Linked DNA regions of Manis pentadactyla: region 2 is linked to region 1. A link is a contact called in public Hi-C data. All regions are on one chromosome and are shown on one strand. The core of a region is the stretch at or near the end of the contact, and the rest is flanking DNA. Distances in the headings are between cores, read along the strand shown.

Evidence for each region. Hi-C and Micro-C count contacts between places; a contact is called where the count stands out from the background.
Region 2: a contact with region 1 is called in a Hi-C map of fibroblasts, with 1.9 times the contacts expected there. The contact joins the promoter of TNK1 here to the promoter of EIF4A1 in region 1. A contact is called at or near these places in 2 of 3 Hi-C or Micro-C datasets (fibroblasts and skin fibroblasts).

The regions. Positions count from the first base shown.
Region 1 is chr4:135,800,775-135,805,568 of mManPen7.hap1, forward strand. EIF4A1 (eukaryotic translation initiation factor 4A1) reads right to left here and starts at 2,916. Exons shown (of 11, transcript XM_036895910.2): 1 at 2,815-2,916; 2 at 1,367-1,415; 3 at 859-991; 4 at 259-398. The coding sequence starts at 2,837. It overlaps SENP3 (SUMO specific peptidase 3), which reads right to left. Exons shown (of 11, transcript XM_036895909.2): 10 at 4,684-4,734; 11 at 3,811-4,264. The coding sequence ends at 4,154. It overlaps LOC118917916 (small nucleolar RNA SNORA48), which reads right to left and starts at 827; the gene lies at 693-827.
Region 2 is chr4:135,995,233-136,000,609 of mManPen7.hap1, forward strand. It overlaps TNK1 (tyrosine kinase non receptor 1), which reads right to left and starts at 2,453. Exons shown (of 11, transcript XM_057500938.1): 1 at 1,284-2,453; 2 at 157-321; 3 at 1-28. The coding sequence starts at 319.

The DNA of each region.
Region 1 (4,794 bases), core at 1,666-4,165:
CCATTTGACTCAGGAAATGGGTGGAGGAAGTGATGCTTACTTATTGTGTTTGGGTTGGGAAAAGGCTTATAATTAACCTAACAAGTCTTGAGAGATGTAGAAGCGATCAATTGGTTTCTTTAGATCACCTGCATTCTCCTACTCCACTCACCCCAGTACTTCTAAGGTGGTGATAGTGAGCTTATCACTTTTTTAGATTATGTGCTAATCATTTCTAAATAAATCCTTCAGGAAAGGAGAAAGCAGGTACACTCTTACCTGCTGAGCCAATTCTCTAGTGGGTGCCAGGACCAAGGCCTGGGTAGCCTTTAGATCCAATTCAATCTGTTGCAGAATCGATATGGCAAAAGTGGCTGTTTTTCCAGTCCCAGATTGGGCTTGAGCAATCACATCATAACCTTAACAGACAATCAAGAGAAAAATTCAGTATGCTAGAGAGCATACACCTTGGTATCATGGGACACTTAGGGCCCTGCTTAACAAGGTTAGTAAGCAACCAACAGAACTATATGCCACCCATGAAGTGCTTCAGACTTTACCTCATCACAACATACTACCCAAAGGGGAACACCTGGGAAGCCAGGTCAGGTCATTAACTCATTTACTACTATACAAAGATGGAACAGAAATACAGCTGCAAATAGCAAGTGTAGGAGACTAAAATACTACTACATCTTAATTAAAACAGCAATCCATGTGTCCAGGGCATGAACCAGGCACAGGCACAGACCAACAGCCAAGCTGGGATGAACAAGGAGTTGCTTTATCCCTGGCTGATACAAGACAAGCACCACCAACCAGGTGCCACTCTACCCAGGTCAGGGACATTACAGAACTTGCTCTGGGTAGAAGTCTTACCCTTGATACAAGGAAGAATGGCTCGCTGCTGTATGGCAGAGGGCTTCTCAAAACCATAGGCATAGATGCCACGGAGGAGGGACTCTGAGAGGTTCATGTCATCAAAGCTGTCCACAATCTCATTCCAGTTACTCTGTAGGATGCAAATAAATTCGAAGTAGTAGAAAAGGTGGACAGACATGCTCTAACAGTGGAGCAAGAGGACCTTGTGCCCACACCAGAGCTTCAGAGCTCACCACCTCTCCCCTCCAGGGAAGCCAGCAAGCTCTACATGGTCTGGGAAATGACTTATGGAGCTAGGCCACTTGTTAACTGTGAGGCAGGAAACTGTAGAAGGGAGAACAGGGCTCAAATGGAATGACATCTTATACATACTCTCAGGGATATACAGTATTTTTAACACGTATTAAATATGAAGTCTGGGTTCTTGTCTGCGTCAGAACGCTAAGGGTACACTGGTAGTGGCACCGCTTCTCCCATAACAGTGATTGTAGGGGTGCAATCTCACCTCGATGACGCCTTCGGGTTCCATTCCATCGGGGCCATTGTCTCTGGATCTGTTGGTTTAAAGTATGAGCATGCCAACTGAGGCACGCTAGAAATCCTGACAACCGGGCTCTTCCTACCAGTAACCAGCCTTGCACTTATTTCATCAGTGTTCACTCCCTGACCCAACCCCCGCCAGTTCCCAGAAGGCAACGTAGTTACTTTACAACTGGGTCAGGCCTTTGCCCCATTCCGGGAGCGGTTCAGGTCCGACAGTCGTCGCCCCCGACATGACGGAGTAACCATTATCTAAAACCCGGAGGCTGGCAGGACCGCGCCGCGCTTAAGGAAGTTAGAGATGGTGCTTGCCGCTAGGCCCATATTTCGGGCCTGGCCGCTCCAAGCCCAAAAGCGTGGACCTCCCATCGAGGCCCCAGCACACCGGAAGTTCCGCCCTTCGCCTGCCAGATCCGAGAATAGGACAGCCCCTTCCCCCCACGTCATTCAGCCCGCGCCCTCCCCCACTCCCTCTAGCCCATCTCCCCCCTCGCGGTGCCCGGATGTGGGAGGCCGCGGGCGGTGGCCTCGCGCACAATGAGCCCCAGCCGAGCTAGCGAAGGGGGAGATTGCACAACACTCAGAAGCGAAGCGGATTGGGGGAGGGTAATACCTCGGGCCGCCATGTGCTCGCTCCCTCGACCACCCGGCGGCATCTCCCCCCCATGGAACAATCCACATCCCGCCCGCCCCCGTCGCGAAATGGCGTCGCCCTCCCATACCTCAGGCCGCTCACCCCCGAAGGAAAGTGGACCTGCCCATCCGCAGTTTGCCAATTGCCCGGCTTGTGCGGCAAAATGGACCCGCCCGCCCGGCGCCGGGTGGGCTCCTGGTGCCTCACGCGGCCGCTCCTCGGGATTAGACTCAGTCCTGGCCGTCAAGAAAACCAGCACACTAAACGGCCGGTTTCTTCTCCCCCGACCCATATCTCAACGCGACGACGAGACTGGATCCGAGGACTCAGGGACCTCTGCCTTTGGCGAGTGGTACCACCAGAATCCTCCGGAATCCCGAGCGCGCGCTAGCCCTCCCTCCGGCAGTGAGACAACCGGACCTGCCGGCTCTGGGCCACGCACAGTTGCGACCGCCTCTGCCTTTCTTTCCCACGCTAGGTCGCGACCTCGTCTCGCCACGCAGCGCCGGGGCTTCGCGCACCGCACTGTGTCGAGTCGAGGTCCAACGAGCCTCACATACTAGGCCACGAAAGCCGGGTTGTCCTTGCTCTCTGCCTAGGCCCGAGTGGTAGCGTCGGCCGTGATCTGCCCCCTCACTCCCCTAGGACGGACCCTCCCGGTTTGGTTTCCCCACAACCCTGGAGTGCCTAGAGCGGGGGACTTCAGTTTCCCCCGACAGGGCCCTCGGAAGAGAGCAGCTGAGTATGTAGCCACCACCTTTTGAAAAAGCGTTTCTTACCGAGAATCCTGACTCGCAGACATGATCCTTAGAAACTAGGGTGGAGTGCCCGCCCATCGACAACTTATAAAGCGCTCGACCCCGCCCCAGCCATCACATTGGCTTGGCCACCTCGGCTCCGCCCACCGTCGTTCAGCGACTCAGCGTGACGTCATCCCGTAATCGCTCTGGCACGTGGTCTCCATTGGGTAACTCTAACGTCTATGGAGGTCAAGACCCGCCCCTCCGCCTCATTGGCTAAGGGGCCCGCCTTTCTCGCCGGTACGGAAGTGACATAAGGGAGTCAGGCCTCGAGGCCTGGCAGCCATCTTGGGGCCCAGCGCCCCTACACGTGCGGAGGCGAGCTTGCCTTGAGTCACGTGGCCTCGTAGGCCCTATCACGCGAGGGGGGCGAGGTTTCAGCCTCCTGGGACTTCCGGGCTCCCGGGATGACCACCTACCCTTACCTCAGCTCCAGCTCTCCATTAGACCCCTATTTTATTTTCTCTCTACTACAGCGGCGATCGGACACTGCCCCGTCAGGTTCCAAGTATACCAGGGATGGTGGAATCTGACTGGAGGGCTGCCCTGGCCAGAGGGAGGAGGAATGATGGATCAACCGGCATCTGGGCTTAAGAGCACTTGCGGTTGCTGTCGGGAATGCTGGCCGGCTCTTAGGTGTCCTGTACCCCAAATTTAGCACTCTTTTTGAGGCTTGCCTACTTTCTCTCCTTACAGCCCTGCCTCTTCAGGATAGGGAGTTCTTTTGGGTAATGAAGAGGTGTTGGCACCATCTGAGCCAGGGATGAAAAGTTGGCCCCTGAGGTCTCAAGACCCATCCATAAAAAGTAACAGTACTGGCTGGAGCAGAGCCTGAGATAGAGCATATCCACTAATTTTAGGTCCCTTAAGGAAGACCACGACTATGTATCTCCAAAGGATCCTTTATTGACCAGAACAGGACCGTGGCATTTATATATATATATATAAAAAAAAGTTTGAAGATTTGGCAGGCAGTAATCCCTTTGCCCGCCCACCACCCCAGCACAGATTTTCCTCCCACCCCCCAACCTGCACATGGAAGGGAGCTAACTGCCCCCACCCAGGCCATAAGGCCATACTCCCCTGCAGTCAGAGGGTAAAAGGCGGCTTTTCCATGGCCACCCCCTGAACATTAGAAGTCAACAGGTATTTTCTCAAAAGAAAAAAAATACAGAAATCAAAACATTTAAATATGAAAAACCAAAGGGAACTGGGTGGGGTGAGGCAACAGAGAAAAGAAACTGGGAGTTTCTTGGGAAGGAAGGTCTCTGTGTCCCCATGCCCATTAAGAATGGACTTGAGGCCTAGGATACAAGGCTCACACAGTGAGTTTGCAGTGACACAGCTCCTTGTAGATCTGCCGACGAAGTTTGGGCATGTCCTGCTGGGTGAAGCTGAACGGCTGAGACAGGGCCAGGTGCTTGCAGTACTGGGTGTTAACAAAGCAGGCCATGAGAACCACCTACTAGGCATCCCCATTAAGTCAGGACCTGTGCTACACATTTCCTATGAGACATCTCACTGGATCTTTCAGAGAACATCCCCATATCACAAAAAAAGGGAGCTAAGGTCCCACAGCCTGGGGGGTCAAAAAAAAGTCTGACATTAAAGCCAGTGTTCTTACTTGGTGTATGAAATACCTAGTGTTAAGACAGAGAAAACAGTTTGGCAGACAACTATGTCAGAACCAGAGACCCGGTGTGGAATGGGAATGTCAGGAGACCAGTGAAATCAGGGTTTCTGCATTCTAACACATGGTTACTCCTGGCTCCACAACTGGCTGTGAGCCAAATGAGGGAGGCAGAAGAGCCCTCCTTAACCCTTTAACCCAACTGACAATCTGCTTACCTGTAACACAAAGGCACCGCAGTCACTGTCATTATTCTGCCTGGCCACATTCTAGAGAATAAAAAGAAGGTAGGCCCTGGAGACTCCTGGGAGTGCAGCTTCACTTCTGCC
Region 2 (5,377 bases), core at 1,203-3,702, 190 kb after region 1:
TTCAAAGCTTCAGCCAGTCTGCGCTGGGCTAGGGAAAGCCAGAATCAGAGGGCTGATGTGATAAAAATGAGGAGGGTAAGATGCAGAAGATGGCTGGGATGGGGTAGCAACTAAAAGGCTGGGGAAGGAGAGAATAGGGCCTCAGGGGTCCCTCACCAGGCCGGCCCATGCCAATGCCATCCAGGTCCTCAGGCCTTACAAAGTCGAAGTGCTCTGGGAGAGTAACATTAAGCTCCTCAAGGATGGGTCGGTAAAACTGGGCCAGCTGAGTGTCCCGGAGCAGCCGCAGCAGCCACGGGGAGCCCGCCTCGGGGAGCATGTCTGGGGAAAAAACCCTAAGGATGATTCCCTTTCCTCCCGACACACAGCCCAGGGTAGGCACCTGAGACACTCAGAAACCAGAGATGTGGTCGCCAGTTCCACCCTCATCCCATCAGAAGCACTCAGATACAGAGGGAGGAGCACATCAGAGGCAGCCAGGAATCCTGCCACTCATACACACAAGTCCCAGGAAGAGTGCTTCCCATCCTCAAGACCTACACATCATACCTCCTTCATCACTGAGAAACCTGCCCTCCTCACACTTGAGGTTTTAGTACTCTGCAAACTTCAGGTGTGTTGCCCTGCTTACTCTTGAGACATTACGGTACACTGCCCCTATCCACCTAGAGCACCCTGATACACTGCCCTTTTGACCTGAGGCACACCAGTACACACACTCACTCACATACACCTGAGACACCTCCCCTTCTCATACATGAGACATTTTGGTCTATCAGAGATGCCCAGAGACACTAACCACACCATCCCTCAGACAACAGGTACAAACACACACGAAGGTACACTGCCTCCCACACCCAGATACGCTACTGCACACACACGCACCAAGACCAACAGATAGGCTGCAAAAGATGCCTGAGACACCCAGATTCACATCCTCTCAATCTGAGACATTCCAGTATGCTGCTGTGAAACACCCAGACTTACTGCCACATACCTTCTCACAAACATGTATTTGAGACATGGCAGTTCACTGCCTCCAAAATACACTGCCCCACATGTCTGAGACACCAAGGTCCACATAAACACACACAAGACAGCAAGGTACAGTGTCATGTACCTGAGTTATGCAAGCATACAGGCCCCTCAGCCCAGAGACGCCTGGAGTCATTGCCTCTTCTACACCCCAGGCATTTGTGATCGGCAGTTAAGTGCAGGCCAGCCGAGCTCAGGTGTAAGCTAAGCGCAGAGCCACCTAGGTGCACAGTCCCTTCCACACCCACCTGAGCTCCGCTCTGGATAGAGCCCTGATGGCACACCGGGGTCACTCAGTCCAATGTGGCTTTAAGGCAGCTCCACCGATCTTCATTAAACAAGGCTCTGGGTGCTCGGGTGCTGGCTGCCTGCACACACTCTCCCTTACTCATATCTGGACCCCTCCCTCCTCCACTTTAGGCAAGCCGGGAGGAAGGGAGGATCCCAGGCTGGGCCCAGATGGAAACCCGGAAAAGGGCCAGGAATTGGGAGTTTGTGGGTACGAGGGAGGAGAAAGCCCAGGACCCAGGGGCCCCCAGATCGCTGGCAAGGTGGGAATGGGAAAGCAAGGGACGGGGGACAGGAGGGAAAGCGGCCTCGCAGGGGAAGAACCAGGGGAGGGGAAGCGGGCAAGCTCAGCACCCGCGTGGGCACCCCAAGCGACAGCTGCTCCGCCAGCCCCAGCGGCCCTCTTTTCTGACCCTCACCTGGCGAAGGCGGAAGCGGCGGCTACTGAGCGGCCGGGGCGGCCAGCCCAGGACTAAATCCAGAGAAGGGCGGGACCGGAGGCCCCGGAGGGCGGGACCTGGCAGCCGGCCCTGGACTGGCCTGTGCGGCGCCCGCAGTCCCCAGAGGGGACCAGGTGGGGGCTGCGAGCGCGGCTGGTGGCCCTCCTTTCCTCTGCGCTTTGCTCTCCTCTCCCCCCATCCTTTCTCCACCTTCACACTCTCTTTCCAGCCTACTCCAAATAACTCTTCCCTCGCCCCAGACGCCCTTCTCTGTGTCCTGCCTTCCGTGACCCTCACCAAATCCTCCATCTCTCACCATAGCCCCACCCCTTAAATGAATAACCTGATAGAGATGTTGTGGATGTTAGGAAAGAGTATAAAACCTAAATGTGATTTACTCCCACTAGGATGTTTAAACATTTTAACAGTAAGGTATTAACAAAGGGCCACGTGCTGGAAGCTGCTGGGGCCGAGAGTGGGGGTGGGGGTGGGGGAATTGATAAGGGCCTGGCTGTACCTGTTTGAGGTTTTTGAACCTACCAATAAAATTAAGACATGTAAAGGAAAGATATAACTGGCTTAGGCGACCTCCGGGAAAGAATGTGAACCCTGTAGTACTCAGCCAATGAGAAACCAGGGGAGGGACTCGTGCACTAGGAGATAAATTATTGGAGCCAAACTCCCCAGGTGTGCCTGCCCACCAGACTCCCAATCCTGCAAGATCGTCATTAAAGCCTTGCTCTGTTGTTCTCTTCGTCTCCGTGTCCACTTACTGAATTTGGACCAGTGAGTGTGTTTCTCACAGTGGATAAAATGAAAGTTCCTGAGGCCAGGATTCTCACTTGGCCTTGGTTGGCTCCCTCACTACACAAGTTTGGGCAGTATGCTATCGACTCTATATAAAGAGCTCCGCCCAGTGATCTGGGTGACACGGTGGCACAGCTGCAAGGCTGCAGGAGAGCAGAGGCTGGAGTGGTGGCAGCACAGAGAACAGAGGCCCAGAGGACGGCTGTGCGGGCAGAGAGGCCCAGAGGCAGAGACTGGCTTGCTGCATGCAGACTTGCTCTGAGTGGACAGGATTTTAGTGATTACTCTGCCACCGTGAAAATAAAGTTGGGTATAACCCTTTCACCCCAAGAACGTTCGATTGTCATTTCTTTGGTCACATTGAATCCATAGTGAACTTGCCGGTGCCCGGGCCTGCAACCCATTGGCAAAGACAGGTGTCCTGCTGTGGCCCGGGGAATATAAGGCTTAACGGGACCCAGTCCCTGCCCCCTAGTAGGGGAGAGAGCTTCCTGGAGCACCCTTCCCAGAGCTCTCTAGTGGAGGAAGACAGGGTGGTGCCTTTGGAAAGCAGCCAGGCAGAGAGGTGTTGATGGTGGTGCAGAAGTCAGCCCCCAGCCTAGAGAGAGTCCAAGACCCAAACCAGCGTCCTTTTCCAAACTCTGAACTCTGGTCCAATGTGCTACCCCTGAAAAGGATCTTTTGAGGAGCTTCCCAGGGTAGAACATGGTAGGTCTTGTGTGTGATTGTTTTTTTTTGGGGGGGGGTTGACAGAGCCCCGATTTGCTCCTCAGCCCCATCCCAGCTTGGTGCCTGGTCTCCTCAGGGCAACCCCCAACCCCCATTCACTGACACTTCCTGACCTCATTCTGGCATAACATCCCTCTCCCATGTAGCCTTTGCTGACCCCAGAGCTCTGTACACTGTTACTTGGTCTGTGGCACCCGGGACTTTTCAGGACCTTGAAGAAGGCTCAGAGGAGGAGCCTACACTGTCTCTTTTCCTCAGGGGTCCCAGGGAGGAAGCCACCTGTCTTAGGACATCTGGCCTGTCCCCTTCTGCCCTAAGGAAGAATGTGTGAGCGTAGCTGTTGCTGTCCCTAGAATCCCTTGGAGGGAAAAGCCCACCCCATCTTGATAAACACATGGTATATTCCAGCATTGAGGGGAAAACCTCCATAGTTCACAGTTCTTCCTGTGTGGTTTTCTTGCCAAGTCTCTTGTCTCCAGGCCAGTTCATCACTGTAATTGTTTCCCACATCTGTTGTCTGTGATACACTGTGGGCTCCACACAGTAGGGACTGGAGCCATCTTGTTCATCCTTGTGTTCTTAGTATCTGGGACAGTGTAGGCATAGGTGCAATATTGGTTGTGAAGAAGTCTGGCCAGTCTGTCATTCATTCCCTTGTAGGTGATTTGTTTTTTACTCCCTGCTTTTAAGATATCATTGGTATTTTGTAGTTCTATTACAAAGTATATAGGTATGGATTTCTTTTATTTATTCTCAGTGTGTTTTATTTCCTCTGTCTATAAATCTGCATCTTTCATCAGTTTTGGAAAATTCTCAGCTAGTATAGTATCTCTTCAAATATTCTTTTACCTCCAGTCTTCGTGTTCTTTCTTTTGGGGACTCTGATTAGAAGTATGCTGGACCTTTTCACTCTGTCCTCCATGTCTTTTAACCTCTCTTCCCTATTTTCCATTCTTTGTGTCTTTGTGATGCAAAACAACGTCCTCAGCTCTATCTTCCAGTTCCCCAATACTCTCTTTGGTTATGTCTATTTATGTCTTTTTAATCCATACACTAAAGGTTTTTGTCATTACTATATTCATGTGAACATTATGCTTTCTATGCTAGCAGTACTTTATTGAAGTATAACTTACATTCACTAACATGTACAGACTTAACTGTACAGCTCAATGCATTTCAACAAAGGTACACATCCATTAATGTAGATAAAGACCTAGACATTCCTACAGTCCTAGAAAGTTGCCTTGTGCCCATCTTCAGTCAATTCTATTCCCCAGAAGCAACTACTATTCTGATTTCTAACAACTGTAGATCACGTTTGCCTGCTCTTGACCTTATCAGTGGAGTCACACAATATTTATTATATATGTTTGGTTTATTTCACTAACATATTTTTGAGATTCATCTTGGTGTTGTCCAGGTTTTTTTTGGTGAGGAACATAATGGCTCCATGAGTTTCTTCAGGGAAGAGAACATGAAACCTGATTTTCCTCTGAATGTCCAGTTGTCCTGACTGATCTGGGTGTACTGAGGTCCTCTGGGAATTGAAGGAACACATAGGTGTAAAGCCCATGGGGAGATATGAAGGCAGATGCATCCAGAGAGGTTGACAGAAGCCAGACTAGGCATCGTTCATCCTTCCAGCAAACTCTGTGCCAGGTGCTGGGGACCTAGGTGAATAGGCAGACATTATCCCTCCTGGTTGGATTAATTCTACTCAGTCCAGAGCTTGGGCTTTACCTGAGGGCTTGTAACCACTGAAAGGTCTTAAAAAACCCTGCTGTAGTAGGGTTTGTACCTGAGGGCTTGTGACCACTGAAAGGTCTTAAAAAACCTTGCTCTGCCCTGCAGGCCTGGTGTCCGAGAAGGATGAGCACATCACACTACTGGGGCCCAGTCTTTCGCCACAGGGCAGAGAACTAGGAGGATAAGCAGAGAGAGCACCCAGGGGCCTCCTCCCTGACTGCCTCGGGTTTGGGTGGGGCTGGGTCCCGTCCCTTTGCAGAGACCTTTTCATTCCTACTGGGAACCACATTAGTGCCCCTGGCTCCCCCTTTTCCTCTCTGATCCCTGAGATC